2 separate regions of the Mus musculus genome follow, and region 2 is linked to region 1. Evidence: chromatin contacts called from public HiChIP or PLAC-seq data. All regions are on one chromosome and are shown on one strand. Each heading gives the region's core, a stretch centred on a gene start, on an enhancer-like site or on the middle of the called end of the contact. The rest is flanking DNA. Distances are from core to core; before and after follow the strand shown.

Evidence for each region. HiChIP or PLAC-seq counts read pairs in DNA pulled down with a chosen protein or histone mark.
Region 2: a BATF HiChIP or PLAC-seq map of CD8 T cells shows a contact between it and region 1, with 14 read pairs. The contact joins the enhancer-like site here to the promoter of Wdr95 in region 1. A contact is called at or near these places in 1 of 39 promoter capture datasets (the 3T3-L1 cell line), 1 of 15 datasets of contacts at CTCF or cohesin (CD8 T cells), 5 of 484 Hi-C or Micro-C datasets (3T3-L1-derived adipocytes, CD8 T cells, the HL-1 cell line and 2 more), 7 of 115 datasets of contacts at active chromatin or transcription factors (CD8 T cells, effector CD8 T cells, embryonic stem cells and 3 more) and 3 of 9 other capture datasets (adipose tissue, liver and pancreatic islet).

What each region holds. Positions count from the first base shown.
Region 1 is chr5:149,527,094-149,534,663 of GRCm38.p6, reverse strand. Wdr95 (WD40 repeat domain 95) reads right to left here and starts at 5,985. Exons shown (of 23, transcript NM_029440.3): 1 at 5,893-5,985; 2 at 1,958-2,004. The region is part of intron 1 of Gm15997 (predicted gene 15997); the gene reads left to right.
Region 2 is chr5:149,582,953-149,590,274 of GRCm38.p6, reverse strand. It overlaps Wdr95 (WD40 repeat domain 95), which reads right to left. Exons shown (of 23, transcript NM_029440.3): 13 at 7,143-7,188; 14 at 5,759-5,818; 15 at 2,040-2,205. Gm35763 (a long non-coding RNA gene) reads left to right here and starts at 5,985. Exons shown (of 3, transcript XR_377271.4): 1 at 5,985-6,182. Within about 2 kb of position 2,609, at least 19 of the 459 cell types and tissues checked have an H3K27ac peak or open chromatin away from gene starts, as enhancers often do. A contact at or near this core is called in CD8 T cells, heart atrium and memory CD8 T cells, where this site is marked.

The sequences.
Region 1 (7,570 bases), core at 4,736-7,235:
TTCCTGTCTCCTTTGTTTGTAGGCTACCATGAGATGATACCATATCCCTATGGGCTATAAGCAATAGGCAAAATGATCGAGGGCTGTAATTTCCCAAACTGAGCAAAAAGAACCCATTTCTCTTTAAAGTTGTCTATCTTGGGTATGTTGTCTTGCTGCTAAGAAGCTGACAGACACCATCCCTGCCTTTGCAACGGTGAACCCTGTTAAAGGACAGGTGCGTTTGGTGGTAAGAAAGGTGCTGGGTGTGGTTCATGTCACAGGCACTGCAGAGGAGGGCTCTGAGCCGTGAGCTGAGACACTTTCTGGAAGAGACAGGATTGGATCCCAGGACTGCTGGAGAGACACATTCAGAGCAGCGGGGTGGGAGAAAGATGCAGTAAAGGTGGCTCTGTGACTGGCTACTGGAACACGGGCTGTGTCAGTTTGCATGAGAAATGAGAATCTCACAGCCTGCTGTGATACACCCCCCACCCCCCATGGACCCTACCTCCACCCCCAGAACCATAACTCAAAATGAACTCTTTCTTCCACAAGTTGCTTTCACTCATGGTGTTTTATCTCAGCGTCAGGAGAGTGACTAACACATTAGGCAGAAGTGGGAAGCTCTTCTGCACTGTCCTTTTCCTCATGTTTTCCCCACTTGGCTGTTTGGGTGTGGGAGAGACTTGGTGTCTGAATCACCACATGGAGGCTGCCCACCAAATACATGTATTACTTGGTCAACTACTTGAACTATGATTGGAATAGCAAATAAATTTTGGTTGTGGGGGGATGGGAGATGTTCGTTACACACTGTCTTAGTCAGCATTTTATCTCTGTTTTAGAGACATGACCAAGGCAACTCTTATAAAGGCAAACATGTAGCCAGGGCTGGCTTACAGTTTCAGAGATTTAGCCCACTATCATCATGGCAGGAAGCATGGTGTTGTGTGGGCAGACACGGTGCTGGAGAGGTAGCTGAGAGTTCTACATATGGATCATCAAGCAGCAGCAAGAGAAAAACACCAACACTGGGCCTGGCTTGAGCATTTGAAACCTCAGAGCCCATTGCCAGTTATATACTTCCTCCAACAAGGTCACACCCACTCCAACAAGGCCACACCCACGCCAACAAGGCCACACCTCCTAATCCCTGTCAAGTAGCCCAATCACTGCCAAATGACCAAGCATTTAAATCTATGAGCCCTGTGGGGGCCATTCCTGTTCAAAATACTACACACAGCTTGCTCACTGTGAGTTACACAGCTAAATTATCTAGATATTTTATGCTTACTTGAAACATCCATCTTGATTTTTTTTTTTTTTTGTATTACTGATCTTATTATCATTTGCTTTGTTATATGGAGAACTGTTTCCTGAATAGATGAAGGAATCCAGCTTTGGAGGTACGTTTGGTATTGTGGTCGTGACAGGAGAGTGAGGGCAATGCTGAGAAGTGAACATGGAACAGAGCAAGAGTGTGAAGTGGGAATGTGAGCCTAAGAAAATTAGAAAGGAGAAAAGCAAAGCCCCCAAGCCCCCAAGCCCCCAACGTGTGTGTGTGTGTGTGTGTGTGTGCGTGTGTGTGTGTAGTCAGAGGTTGACATTAGGTATACTTTTCATTTGTTCCCCACCTTCTTTAAAGACAGGGATTCCCACTGAACCTGAGAGTTAAGGCTGAGTTAAGGTAGCTTGGTCAGATGGCCTTCTCCTTGGATTCACCGGTTTTCATTCCAACCCCACAGTTAGGATTGTCGGTGTGCTGCACCCAGCTTCTAGGTAGGTGCTGGGGATCCCCACATTTGAACAATAAACATTTTACCGGGTGGGCCATTTCCCCAAGCCCCTCGGCCATCTTGAGAACATTTGGTTTAGTCTTATACCACATATACAAAATATTGTGAAAAAAATTTTTTTGCTTTAAAAACATATGGCTCCACTTCTTCTGCAATTGCATTTAGACTTCAATATTTACCTTAGTAGTTCACCTACAGATGCCAAAAACAGAATGTTCACACATCCCTGCAATCAATTTGAAAAAGAAGAAAAGAATGAGTGAAAACTCAACACGTCCCGCTTGTTCCACGGATGCTAGAAGCATGCGCTCTCAGCAGAGACAGCCACCAGCATTTCTCACGCAAAAGGAGTGTGTGACATTGCAGAACCTCCCCCACCCCTTTCCAAGCAGATGGGATGTCACATGCAGAGACACCGGGACCTGAGTTCAGGTCCTATAACCCTGAGTGGGACATGAGCTCAGCCAGACTGCACCTGTCCAAGTGTCAGGACTCAGAGTCACAGGGCACTGCCCTGTGGCACCCAGAGGACCTTGATCATGCCAGCACACACAGCACAGTGAGCATTGTCTGGGATTGCATTTGATACAGTGGAAAATACTGGCATAAGAATAAGGTATGTATAATAATGATGTAACTATATTTTAATTTCAAGAAGAAAAGAAAACAACAACAAAAGACCCTTGCTGCCATGGGGGTATCTAACAGACTCTGCGTATTGCCAGTGGGGAAGAGCTAGCATTTTCCAATATTCAATATTTCCAATATTCATTCATCAGTGGCATTGTATATTTTAGTGCATTAAATTCCCACAATAATCTCATAAGATTTATGAACATGGTGGTGCACACATGTAATCTCGGAACTCAGGAGGCTGAGGCAGAAGGATGGTGATGAGTTCAAGCTTAGACTAGACATCAAAATGAGACATTGTTTCAGGAAAAAAAAAAAAACAATAATAATGACTACGAGAGGATGATGTCATTTGGCTGCCAATTTTATCATTTCTTCACTGTTTTTTTTTTTTTCTTTCTCCAAGATGGGAACAGTGTGGTTGAATGATGTACACAAGGCAGTGGAGATTGTAATTTGCAGAACAGGGCCACATTGAGGGTCTTTGAGTTCAGACAGGTGCCAGAATCTTGGCTGAGTCAGAACAGTTTGTTCCTTGGTAGTTTGTATCATTTTCTCTCTCTCTCTCCCTCCCTCTCTCTCTCTCTCTCTCTCTCTCTCTCTCCCTCTCTCTCTCTCTCTCTCTCTCTCTCTCTCTCTTTCTCCCTCTCCTTCTCCCTCTCCCTCTCTCTCTCCATCCCTCCCTCCCATCCTTTCTTTCCTTTTTAAAAGATTTATTCATTTTATGTATATGAGTATTTGCATATCAGAAGGAGGTATCAGATTCCAGGATAGATGGCTGTGAACCACCATGTGGTTGCTGGGAATTGAACTCAGGACCTCTGGGAGAGTAGACAGTGCTCTTAACTCCTGAGCCATCTCTCCAGACCTTGTGTTATTTTCTTGATAAACCACTGTGGTGGTTTGAATATGCTTGGCCCATGGGAAATGGCACTATTAGGAGGTATGGCCTTGTTGGAGGAGGTGTGGCCTTGTCAGAGGAAATGTGTCACTGCGGAGGTGGGGCTTTGGGGTCTCATATACATGATCAAGTCTGGTCACCATGATCCAGAGCCTTCTCTTGGCTGCCCACGGAAGACAGTCTCCTGATGGCCTTCAGATCAAGATGTAGAACTCTCAGCTCCTTCTCCAGCACCATGTCTGCCTGCACACTGCCTTGCTTCCTGCTGTGATGCTAACAGACTAGACCTCTGAAGCTGAAAGCCAGCCCCAGTTAAATGCACGATATACCCCTGAAAGCCCATTTCATATGTAAGACCATTTCAGAGCATAATCTATTAATGGCATTTTGTCAGCATTTGTGGGTCTCTCACCTCCTCTTTATGCTATTATAATGGCATGGAGATACTCACTCTCTATATAGGAATCTCCACCTTCTCTCCTCCCTGGACTTCCAAATCAACAGCAAGGCCCTGCTGTCTCCTTGTGCACCCCTCCCTAGAGCCCTGCCACCTGGCTTCTCTCCCCTCCCCCTCCCCCCACCCCCACCCCAACTCTTCTCAAGATGGCTTCACTTCTCGTGCTCCTGAATGGCATCTTCTCAGTGACTGCATCCCTCAGCTAGCGATCAACCCCTTCTCACTTCAGCACCTCTTGGCCCCGTTGGTTGCTCAGGTGCCTCGCTTCTCTTAGTTCCTCTCTTGTCTTAGAGTTGGGGTCTCAGGGGTTTGCAGCTTCACTGTAACACTGAGTCCTTTCAGTTCAACACTCTGGGTCCTTGAAGGATGTTTTTTTTAAAACCATGGAGCTGTCTTCCCTAAACCACTGGTGTGTTTACACCTGTGTGGCTCCCATGGGCCCCTGGGACTTGCGCCTTCCAATGGACCCCTGCGTTTGCCCTTCACTTCACTCTGAACACTCGCAGCTATCCAGAAAGCTCCACGGCTTCATCGGCTTCCAAAGGCGTGTCAGTCTCCTGGGGTCCTAGCGACCTATGCTTGGAACATGGTGGGCGGAGCAACCGCCTGGGTGGTCCCCAAAGGCTCCCTTCTCCTTCCCTTCTCCTTTCCACCTGGTGTGTGTATGGGTGTCAGTTCAGGCCTGGCTCCTCTGGAAGGGGATTACAGCTTCATTCCCTCCCATGCATCCTCTGGCTGCCTCCACGGAACGTCTCGTCCATCTGACCTGGGGTGATGACTGGCCTTGGACCACCACCCCCCCCCTCCCCCCGCCTCTTAGCTTCCATCTTCTCCCTTACCGACCCAGAGCTCTCTGCGGCTCTCCTGCAAGAAAGCAAGATGGCAGCTTGTTACCAGCTAGATCATGTTGAGACCCCTTAGCCTTCAAGCCTCCACCAACACAGCCCCTCATTCGTTCATCATCTCCACTCCTGTGCTCTGAACTCGAGCTTCCTTCCAGTCCACCTAGCTACCTACCCACTTCTTTCCCTGCCCACCAAGGCTGTGCCCGGTTTATGCAGTGCCATTCACAGGCCGCCCTCTCCCTACCTGGAGTTGGTACATGTATGGAGTTGGCTCATAAAGCTCTCTTCCCTCGATCCAGTCCAGTGACTACTTTAGCGGTGCCAATACCGAGGATAGCTATCCCATACCTGGTGTTATTAGTGTTAGCACGTTAGCATTCCTTCTAGGTTCCTCCCAACAGTTAGTTACCTAGCAACAGCCAGGTGGGAGCCTGGGTTGCTATAAAAAGAACTGTTTGGCCTCTCTTCACTCTCTCTGACCCCTTTCTCTCTCTCTCTCTTTCTCTGACCCCCCCACCCTCCCTCTCCCCATCTTTTTCTGTCCCTTCTTTTTCTCTACTTCAACTCCTTTCTCAACCCCCTTCCCATGCCTCAAGTGAACATTTTATACTAGACCCGTGTTGTATGACTGGTACCTGGGGACAGGGGGCACCCACTAAGACACCCCCTCCCAGTGAAGCATACCGCGCTTTACAAAACATATCAAGTAGCACGGTTGAGTTCTTACTATATGTCATCACTAATTCAGTTACCTCTAAAAATAATTCCAAGAGAGGACTAAGGCAACCTTGGCCCAAATCACATCAACATTTGACACCCAGTCCGAGTCTTTACTAGTCACTAAATAGACACACTTTAAAAAAAAAAAAAAAAACTTCCCAAAGCACATTTATTGTGTGATCCTCCCCCCCCCCCCGCCCCCTTAAAGGGCCTAGCTAGATACTGAACACACGATATGTCTTTGATCCACTCACTGATTTGAGCTTCTAGCTTCCAGACTTAAGAATACCACGACCCCAGATGAGCAATTTATGGAAACAACAGTCACCAAGATCATTTGCCCTGGTCAATGACAGATGATAAACCATATCAGGACAAAGTGACCCGCAACATCCTGATAAGAAACCATCTCAGCCTCTGTGGGCTCCTTTTTCCTCTTTCTTTCCTCTTTTGGAAGAAGAAAATCCAGATCAGACACCTGAGAACTCATTGCTATTCTGTAGTCAGGTTGCTTCCAACTCTTTTATTCAAACCACCCCAGGGGCCTTGTGACATTACCTGCTAACGATTCTAACTCATCTTTCCAAACAAAGAGGCATCAGCCTGTCAAACAGCAACAGCCTTCCATCAACAGAGAGCTGAGGTCTCCTCCAGACTGGCAGAATGGGTGAGCGCTTACCGTACTCCCCATCCCCCACCCCGCGCCAGGGCCCTATGTGAATTTCTATGGGGTAATATTTACAGTGCTGGATGGCTGGGCCCTGTGGAGCTTAATGGGCTTCTTAATAAAGGCAGGCTTCATTAAGACAGAGAGCGCGGGGCGTCGTGCCCTTGCTTTGGAGGAGAGGACAAGCCAGCACAAGACGAATGCTCTCCCTCCGCTCGAAAATCATGCGGGTCAAGTGCCTTGTCACGCATTAACAGTCTTTTAAGTTGCTAGGCAGATCGAGAGGAGCCGAGCGGATAAACCAAGGCGGAGGAATTATGAGACCCATCCTGGTAGCACAAACGCTGGAACACAGAGCTGCCTTTAAACAAAGTAATTTGCTAAATGAGCGGCTGGCGGGTTTCCAGATGGCCAATGTGACACGGGCTTGGATGAATCCTTTCTTCAATCACGCGTTTGTCTGGACTGAGACATGAAAGGCCAGGTCAGAGCTACTGCGGTGGCTGCTGTAGCTTTGAAGCCCTTACATAAAACTCTACTGGTGTGGAACTCCGGCAGCTCCAGTGTGGCAGCTGGCGCGGGTGCCCTGGCGTTGGTGCTTGGGAGGCCACTAAGACAGCTGCTCCTTAAGCGGGAGGACAGCCAGCTCAGAACAGGGCTTCTCTGTCTTGCCTACCGCTTCGCTTCACACCAGGTCTCTGGGCAGGTGACCTTAGTACCAGATGAAACTGTAGTTGAAGTCTAAGAAGCAGAAATGTTGTAATTTTAAATATGAATTATTAAGAATCACTTAAAATCATTTCCATGAGTTTTGTCTTTCTTCCTTCAGTCCTGAATGATGTGTTTAAAATAAATAAATAAATAAATAAATAAATAAATAAATAAATAAATAGGAGATATGTGCTATGAGGTGTGGTGAGGTGTGGGAGAAGGGAATGTCTCAGCGGGCCCATGCCGAGGCATCCCTTCCCCATGAGGGACCAGCCACAGGTATAGTATAGTATAGTATAGTATAGTATAGTATAGTATAGTATAGAATAGAGTTTATTCAGGGCATGGGGAGGGGAGTTAAGAGGGCAGTGGAGGCAGAGAAAGGCAGAGAGAGGGAGAGTAGAGAAGTAGAGGAGTAGAGGCCAGCCATGAGCACGTGGAGGGGGGCGGGGAAGAGGCGAGGGGACAGAGTGGGAACAAGAGAGCAAGAGAACAAGAGGGAGAGGAGTGGGCAAGCAGCCCCTTTTATAGTGGGTCAGGCCTACCTGCCTGTTGCCAGGTAACTGTGGGGTGGAGTTTAGACAGAATTCTGACGCTGAACCCAGGACCTTATAAATGTTAGGTAAGCACTCTACCACTGAGGTACACCCCAGACCTCTAAGTCAGTTTGGAAATGCCCAAGATGGATGGAAAAAAAATCTACCTTAATTTTAATTTAGATTTAATGGAGGATGTATACAAGTCCTAGTTTTCAGACATGGTCTCTCTCAGCTGTGTCCCCTTTCTCACTAAATCGTATCTTGGTTTGAGGTCTTTATAGAGACAATGATGATCATTCCGTTCTGGGACGTCAAAGTC
Region 2 (7,322 bases), core at 1,360-3,859, 59 kb before region 1:
GGGTGTCAACTGCTTTCCTATATAAACCTCCTCTGTCTCAGATGGGCTGACTTTCTTGAACTTTGGCCTGGTTGGGATCCCCTGGTTTCTCTCACAGTCAAATTCTTTTTGATGTGGAAGAGGAATTAGCAATCGCCTTTGGGCGGAAGAATGGAGCAGAAACCTTAGTGAGATGAGTCAGCAGAATAAAGACTTCACCCCCTCCAGCTTTGCAAGCCCTTTTCCCAGAGAGAACCATGGTTCTGCATGCAAGATGGCATCCCCTTCATCAAGGCCATGTGAGAAAGGCCACTGAGCTTTGGTGTGACTGTCAAGAAGCAGCCAGGTTACTCCTTCATGGAAGGGCATGCACACCGTGTGTGTGTGTGTGTGTGTGTGTGTGTGTGTGTGTGTGTGTGCGCCTGTGTGTGCACAGGAGAGGGCAAGTGCATGTGTGTGTGCAGTGTACATGTGTACGTGCCTCTGTGTGTGTGTGTGTGTGTGTGTGTGTGTGTGTGTGAAAATTCTACCTTGCGGAAGTGTTACTGTGGTGATGGCTGGGTTTGTGTTCCTGTAACAAAAGAGATTTTCAAAATGAGACTGCTTGCAGTCTACAGTAACCTGGAGCAGTGATCATTTCTGCAAACAGGGTTTTGCATCAGAATTGCTTCCTGAAGTGTCAGCCTCACATCCTAAGCCGGTGACTTTATTTTCATTTTAATGGCAAAGAAACTAAACTTCTGGAATGCAACGAACGCCCATCCCTTTCCTCCCTAAAGACTAAAAACAACAAACACAAAAAGAAACAGTTCAGTGTTCTCAGAGAGAGCTTTGGAGAATAATTTTTTTTAAACAAGTGGAGAAATGGGGATCAGGAGTTGACTTGGTGATGAGTCTGCAGGTCAGAGTTCCATTCTGATGCCAAGGTTGCCAGAGGCTCCACCGCCTATCCCCTCCAGGTGGCACTCAAGCTGACCACGTGACTTAACCATTATTATTATTTTTTTTAACTCGCTGGCTACCCACAGCTTGCCTCTGCATTAGGACCAGAAGCCCCTTAAGATCTTATACCTCTGACATCACTTCTCAGAGCCTAATGCACCTGGGAACAGCTCAGAAGTATTTTCTGGCTAAATGATTCAGAGGTTTTGTGTGTTTTGTTTTTAAATGCCTAAAGCCAGGGATCTAATCACCACTGGTGGTTCGATAAGGATTTGTAGCTTGGGCCTCAGGAAATGAAAGACCTTCCTCATTCTATGCCAAAACAATCAGCGTTCTGTGTCATCTCCTTTCCTGTGGCTCCAAAGCAGACAGCTGCTGCTTGAGAAGGAAGGGCTTGGGCCGCTAGGCGGGCAGGGGAAGGGAGGAAGCCTGTTTAACAACAGGCTATAGCCAGTGTCCCAGCCCTGCACACCCAGCAGTAAAACCAGAAGACATCTCAACTATGGTTGGGGCACCCCATTATTGTTTTGATGACCACCACGATCATTAGCAGATAGCAGACAGAGAAGACCCTGAAGAAACAGAGCCAGCCTCTCCCCCCAAAATTGGCAAGTGGTAGTGAAGTTTTGCAGTTGAATGCTTAAGTAGTAAGGAAGGATTGAGGTTGGAGATCTGTGGGTCACGGGCCACCAGAGGAGGCAGAGGATGGGTAGAGCATGGAGATCTTCCAGTCGGATGAGACATTGAGGGGGTGCTGCATGGGCTGAGCTGGGGGAGAAGGTTTAGTAGCAGGGTGGAAGATGCACATGGCAAGTGGATGGTGATGGAGAGAAAAAGTGGGAGAGGAAAGGGGTGCCAACATAGCCGCAGGGCTCAGTGGTCCAGCCTTCAGGTTGGGAGCAGATAAAGACCTCAAAGATACCGAGATAGACTTCTGTGGGCTGGGCTTTTGACAGGGAAGAGAACAGGAACAGATATGACACATGGCATGGACAGGAAGCAGGGGAGGGACGGACACGACACAAGGCCAGTCCCTCCCCAGCAAGTCATGGTCCAGAATGGAGACTCCTTTAAGGAGGGTCTGTGTACAGAGGCTATGGAACCTGCCCCTTACTTACCTTCTCTATGGTCCTGGCCATCCATGGGGCTGGGGGTGTTCAGCTTGCAGTACATGTGACCTGAGATGACATTCCAAACTATTATCTCTCCATCGTAACTGGAGGTGGCCAGAAGAAAAGGCGGGCACTGAGCCACACAGAGAATGTCCTCCTTGTGCCCATGGTTCTAAGAAAGAAAGACAGAGCTGAGAAATCAGACCCCAAACCAGTGGGTCATGGGCCACCAAAGGAGGTGGGGGTTGGGGACGGCGTGGAAGTCTGAGAACTTTCAGTCGGATGAGACATTGAGGGAATGCTGACTGGGCTGAGCTGAGGGAGAAGGCTTGTGGGGAGCAGGGGGCGGGGGATGGAGATGCGTGTGGTAGGGTTTAGGGATAATCCCAAATTAGGATAAATCCCAATTCAGGGATAATTTGATCTCTAAAGTCAGATGCGGAGGGGTTCTCTGGGACTTCTACCTCTTCATATGAGAACCCCTCTGTCTAGCAATCACTGTGTTGCAACATTTCCTGTTTGGCTATTGCCTGTCGAGGTCGAGCTCTCTAAGGGAACCGGTATGTCCTTATTCTGCCATTCTGCCATCAAGCAGGTTGTTGACAAGCGGCTCTAGCTCAGGCCGCAGTGGGTAAGGGGTGTAAGCTATGCTCTAAGGTTTGAGTTCCCGGAGAGAAAATGTCTATGTGTTGTATGGCTGTTTCACCTGTCAATTAAGAAGCCTATGACCTATGGCTTAGGCAGGAAATGGAAGGCGGGACATCTGGAAGTCAAAAGAATTCTGGGAGAGCCAGATGAGGGAAGATCTACCCAGGGAGATTCGAGGAGATAGATGTGTGGTACCTGAGTACAGATAACCAGCCACATGGCAGAATGTAGGTTAAAATAATTGGGTTATTTTAGTTATGATCCAATCAGAGTAGAGCCAAGGAATATATAAATGTATTTTGAGTCTGAGTCTTATTCCTAGAAGTGTGAGGCTGGGAGGAAGAACCCAGCCTAACTGCTACCGTTTCCCACCAGCCAGAAACCCACATGCCAGAGTAGAGTGAACCCCGGGACTCCCACTCCCCCCTCCCCGAGACATAACTGTGAATGGAAATTGAAACTATGTGCTTCTCCCCAAAGGAGGTCCTTTGCCCAGGTGTCTCCGCTGGAGACAAGAACCTGAACCTGGTGTGCGGAGACCAGAGCTGCAGAGTTCAGGGACCCCTGGCCATGAGCATTGTACATCTCTCCTGTGGGTACTTACTATGTAATGGAGATTGTTCTCTCTCTCTCCCTCTCTCTCTCTCTCTCTCTCTCTCTCTCTCTCTCTCTCTCTCTCTCTCTCTCTCTCTCTGCTATATTAAATTATCCTAACCTTCTCCTCATGTACTGGCCACAGAGATCCCCTGAGGACTTGGCTTGAATTATCAAAGAGGCTCTGCCTGCTCTTGGATTATATTGTGAGACTACTGGGGAAGCGAAGACTGATGGGTATCTCTTTCCCAAGATCCTCTACTGCCAGATGTCCTACCCCAACTGCAGAATAATGCTTTCTTTCCTATTTTTGGGCTGCACGTTTGATTCCCCCAAATCCACATGTCAAAACCCGAACCCAGTGATTCTCATCCTGTGGGTCATGACCCCTTTGGGGTGTGTGTGTGTCAAATGACTCTTTCACAGGGGTTGCACATCAGATACTTAGATTATGATTCATAACTAACAAAATTACAGAGGGACTGCATTAAAGGTCACATAGCTTTGGAAATGTTGAGAACCACTGAGCTAAAGTAAGGTAATGGTATATAGGGAGGTTACTGGTGTCACCTAGAGCATGAGAATGCAGTCCCTGTGCTGGGATTTGTGTCCACACAAGAACAGGAAGAGCCACACAGCTCATGCTTGCTCTTCTATGTGAAGAAGACACAGCAAAGAGATGCTGACAGTGGCTAGCTTTCTATCTGTTGTCCAGAAAGGGAGTCCTCACCAGAGCCTGGCCTTAGGACCTGGAACGGAGGGAAATAGATTTCTGTTGTTTAAGCTTTGTAGTGTGTGTCTTCTGTTACAACTCATTAGCATATCCTCCCGCCTACTTCTAATATGCTAGCCAATCAGACCCTCCACAGTCCTTTCAGACAGCACACCCCAGTGCCTCCGCTCTGTGCTCAAGCACCCCCTCCTGGCTGGCATGAAGATTATCTTTCCCTTCCTAAAAACCCCCTAGTGATCTTCTGATCTCCTGGATTCTGCTACAACAAAGCTATTGGGGCTCTCCCATCGCGGTCGATTATCATCGTTTGCTAGATTCCACGCTTCCGATTTCCTCTGATGCTTATCTCCTCGCCTATGTGTGAGCATCTCAAGAATCATGTTTGTCTCTTCTATGTCTGCCTACTAAGTGCATGAGTATGCCAGCGCATATGTGTGCATGCTGGAATACTAAATGCATATGCACTTCACTGACCTACGTGTGATAGCCGAAGGCCATGACTCCCCTGGGAAACCTTGCATATAGAGCTCTGTTATTTCCTCTGATGCTTTACGAAACTGCGAACTCTGTGAAGAAGGCAAGGCTGTGCCCTAGTTTGTGTATTACTGTTGGAATTCCCATAAACAACACGTATTTGGTCCACAAGAGGCACTTAGTAGGTGCTGAATGAATGAGAACACATTACTGGGTAATTATTATGAACTGGGCACTGGACAAGGTCTTCCAGACCACAGAGGAGGTATATGGATATACTGGTTAGTTTTACATTAACTTGACACAAGCTAGAGTTATCAGAGGGGAGGAACCCTCAATTGATAAAATGCCTCTGTAAGATCAGGCTGTAGGTAAACCTGTAAGGCATTTTCTTAATTAATGATTGATGGGGGAGGGCCCAGTCCATTGTGTGTGTATTGGGCTATTCCTGGGCTGATGATGGTCCTGCCTTCTATGAGAAAGCAGGTGAGCACGCCATGAGGAGCAAGCCAGTAAGCAGCACCCCTCCATGGCCTTTGTTTGCATCAGCTCCTGCCTCCAGGTTCCTTCCTGCTTTGAGACAGAAGTCTTGTCATCCTTTGACGGTGAACTGTGAATTGGAAGTGTGAAGTGAATAAACCCTTTCCTCCCCAAGTTTCTTTGGTGGTGGTGCTTCAGGACAGCAATAGTAGCCCTAACTAAGACAATGGAGTTTGTATTCTAGCAATGTGTGCCCTCGGGAATATTTGTAGGGCACGAAATAGCTGGTGATATGGCAGGCAGCTGGGCGGGTTGGCCTTATTTTCTGTATTTTTTGTCTTAATGCTTTGGCATATAAACAGTTTGGAAGAAAGCCATTCATCCCTGGGAAACTGTAGGGAGCTGGGGACATTCTGATCCCTAACAAGCATTAGGCCTTTAGCAAGCCACAGAGAGTCAGGGATGTTAGGACATCATGAATACAATTTGGCTCACCAGCCACGCCCTCCCCACCTTGAGCTTCCTGCACTTGGGGACTCAACAACTGAACTCAAGGAGTGCAGCTTGAACTCTGCCCCTCTGGCCTCACACCTCAACTCAGAACACCATCACCTCTCCCAGAGAGAAGGCAACTGCCTGGACCATGTTCTACTCAGGCAAGAGTCTGGCCATCCATAGCAGAGGCTTCGGAGAAACTGAGCATGCGTGGCAGGCTCAGGAAGTGCAGCGGAGCATTTAGAGTGAGGGAGATCTTCAGTGTGTGCTACTGTGGGCCAGACAGTGGGCTGGGGCTCACCAGGTCATCCTGCCAGTGGGGCTGAGGCTTCCGGAAATGATGAAAATCTCGAGGTATGTCCTGTATACAAAGCCAAACAAGACCCATTGTGCAAACCATAAAATGAGCTGCCAACACATTTGCGACGTCAGAGAGAAGGTGTTGGCACATTTCATAACCCTACCCCTCACCCCACCACTGATGCAGATTTTTGAAATGTCAAAGCAAATTCCCCAAGTGCCAGTGGGAATAAAAAGCAATCCTCTCCTGACGTCTGGGTGATTGCATTTCAGCAAATCATATGTCAACTGACAAGCTCTTCTTGGATCCACAGCATAGCTTTGCCTTCATAATAAGACCCAGAGCTGTTTCATGGGCTAAGCCGACACCATCAGCCTGCGAAGCTGTAATACCGAAGGACAGACTCAATGCTGAAATTTCCCAGGTAGTCATTCCTCAAATCACTCTCAGGATGCAAGGCTTAGGCTATGAAATATATTGAACTTTGAAACGAATAAGGAGAACGGACAGTGTTTAAAGACGTTCGGAAATCCAGAACCACCCAGCAGGGCAAGCAGGGTAATAAAATGTCACAGGTAGATTTAAAACTTAGTTTTTTGGGCGGTACTTTAAATTTCTGTCTTCTAATCCCCTCCATAAAGAGGGATTTCATGTCTGCAGAGACGTTTATGGGTGGCCTTTTATTTCCTCTTTCTGATTGGAGACGCTCTAGGATGCTTTAAAGACAGGCCAGGAGAAAGGAAGACAGTAAAAGCCTTTCAGCCTCCGCCCTCCCGCCACCCCACACCCCTGCGGTTCCCCCTGGTACTTGTGTCTTTACAAGTAGGTTGAGGTGGAGGGGCTGGGAAGGAACTGTGGGTGGGGAATTAGCAAGGTGTGAATCATGAAAAGAACTTAGGACCTGCACCTGAGCAGGCACCACCTCCGGCTCCCAGGAACCCACAGGTCCTGGCAGCTCACTTAGCGGTGCAACTTTTCAAGGGGAACTTTAGGAAGACACGGAGAGGAAAATCTTGAAAAGAAAAGAAGAGAGGAAAGAATGAGGAGAAATAAAGAAAGGGGATCCTGTGTGTGTCACTTGCCTTATACCAGGCAGCAAAACCAAGCTCCAGTCTCTTTCTAAAGGAGAAGCAGGGTGCTGGAGGGAGGGGGCTGGAGGGATGGCTCAGAGGTTAAGAGCACTGGCTGTTCTTCCTTCCAGAGGTCCTGAGTTCTATTCTCAGCGCTCTGGCAGCTGTGGACATCTGCACTCACAAGCATATCCACCCCCACCCCCCATTAAAAAACAATACAAATAGATCTAAACAGTGAGACAGACTGAGAGGAGGCCTTTGGAGAGAGAGGAGGGTTTTTGAAATGTCTTCATTTGTTACATTGCACTTACAAAATACACGTTTATTCTTCGGTCCCATCCAACAGCTATGACACACCTAAGATAACAACAAAGTGATACATTTTTAACACTTCAGCTTCCGTTTTGTGGTTAACTTTGTGGTTTAACCCTGCCTTATCCACAGGATAAATGAAAACATAGGAGCCTTTCTAATGCTTATGGAGAGCAATG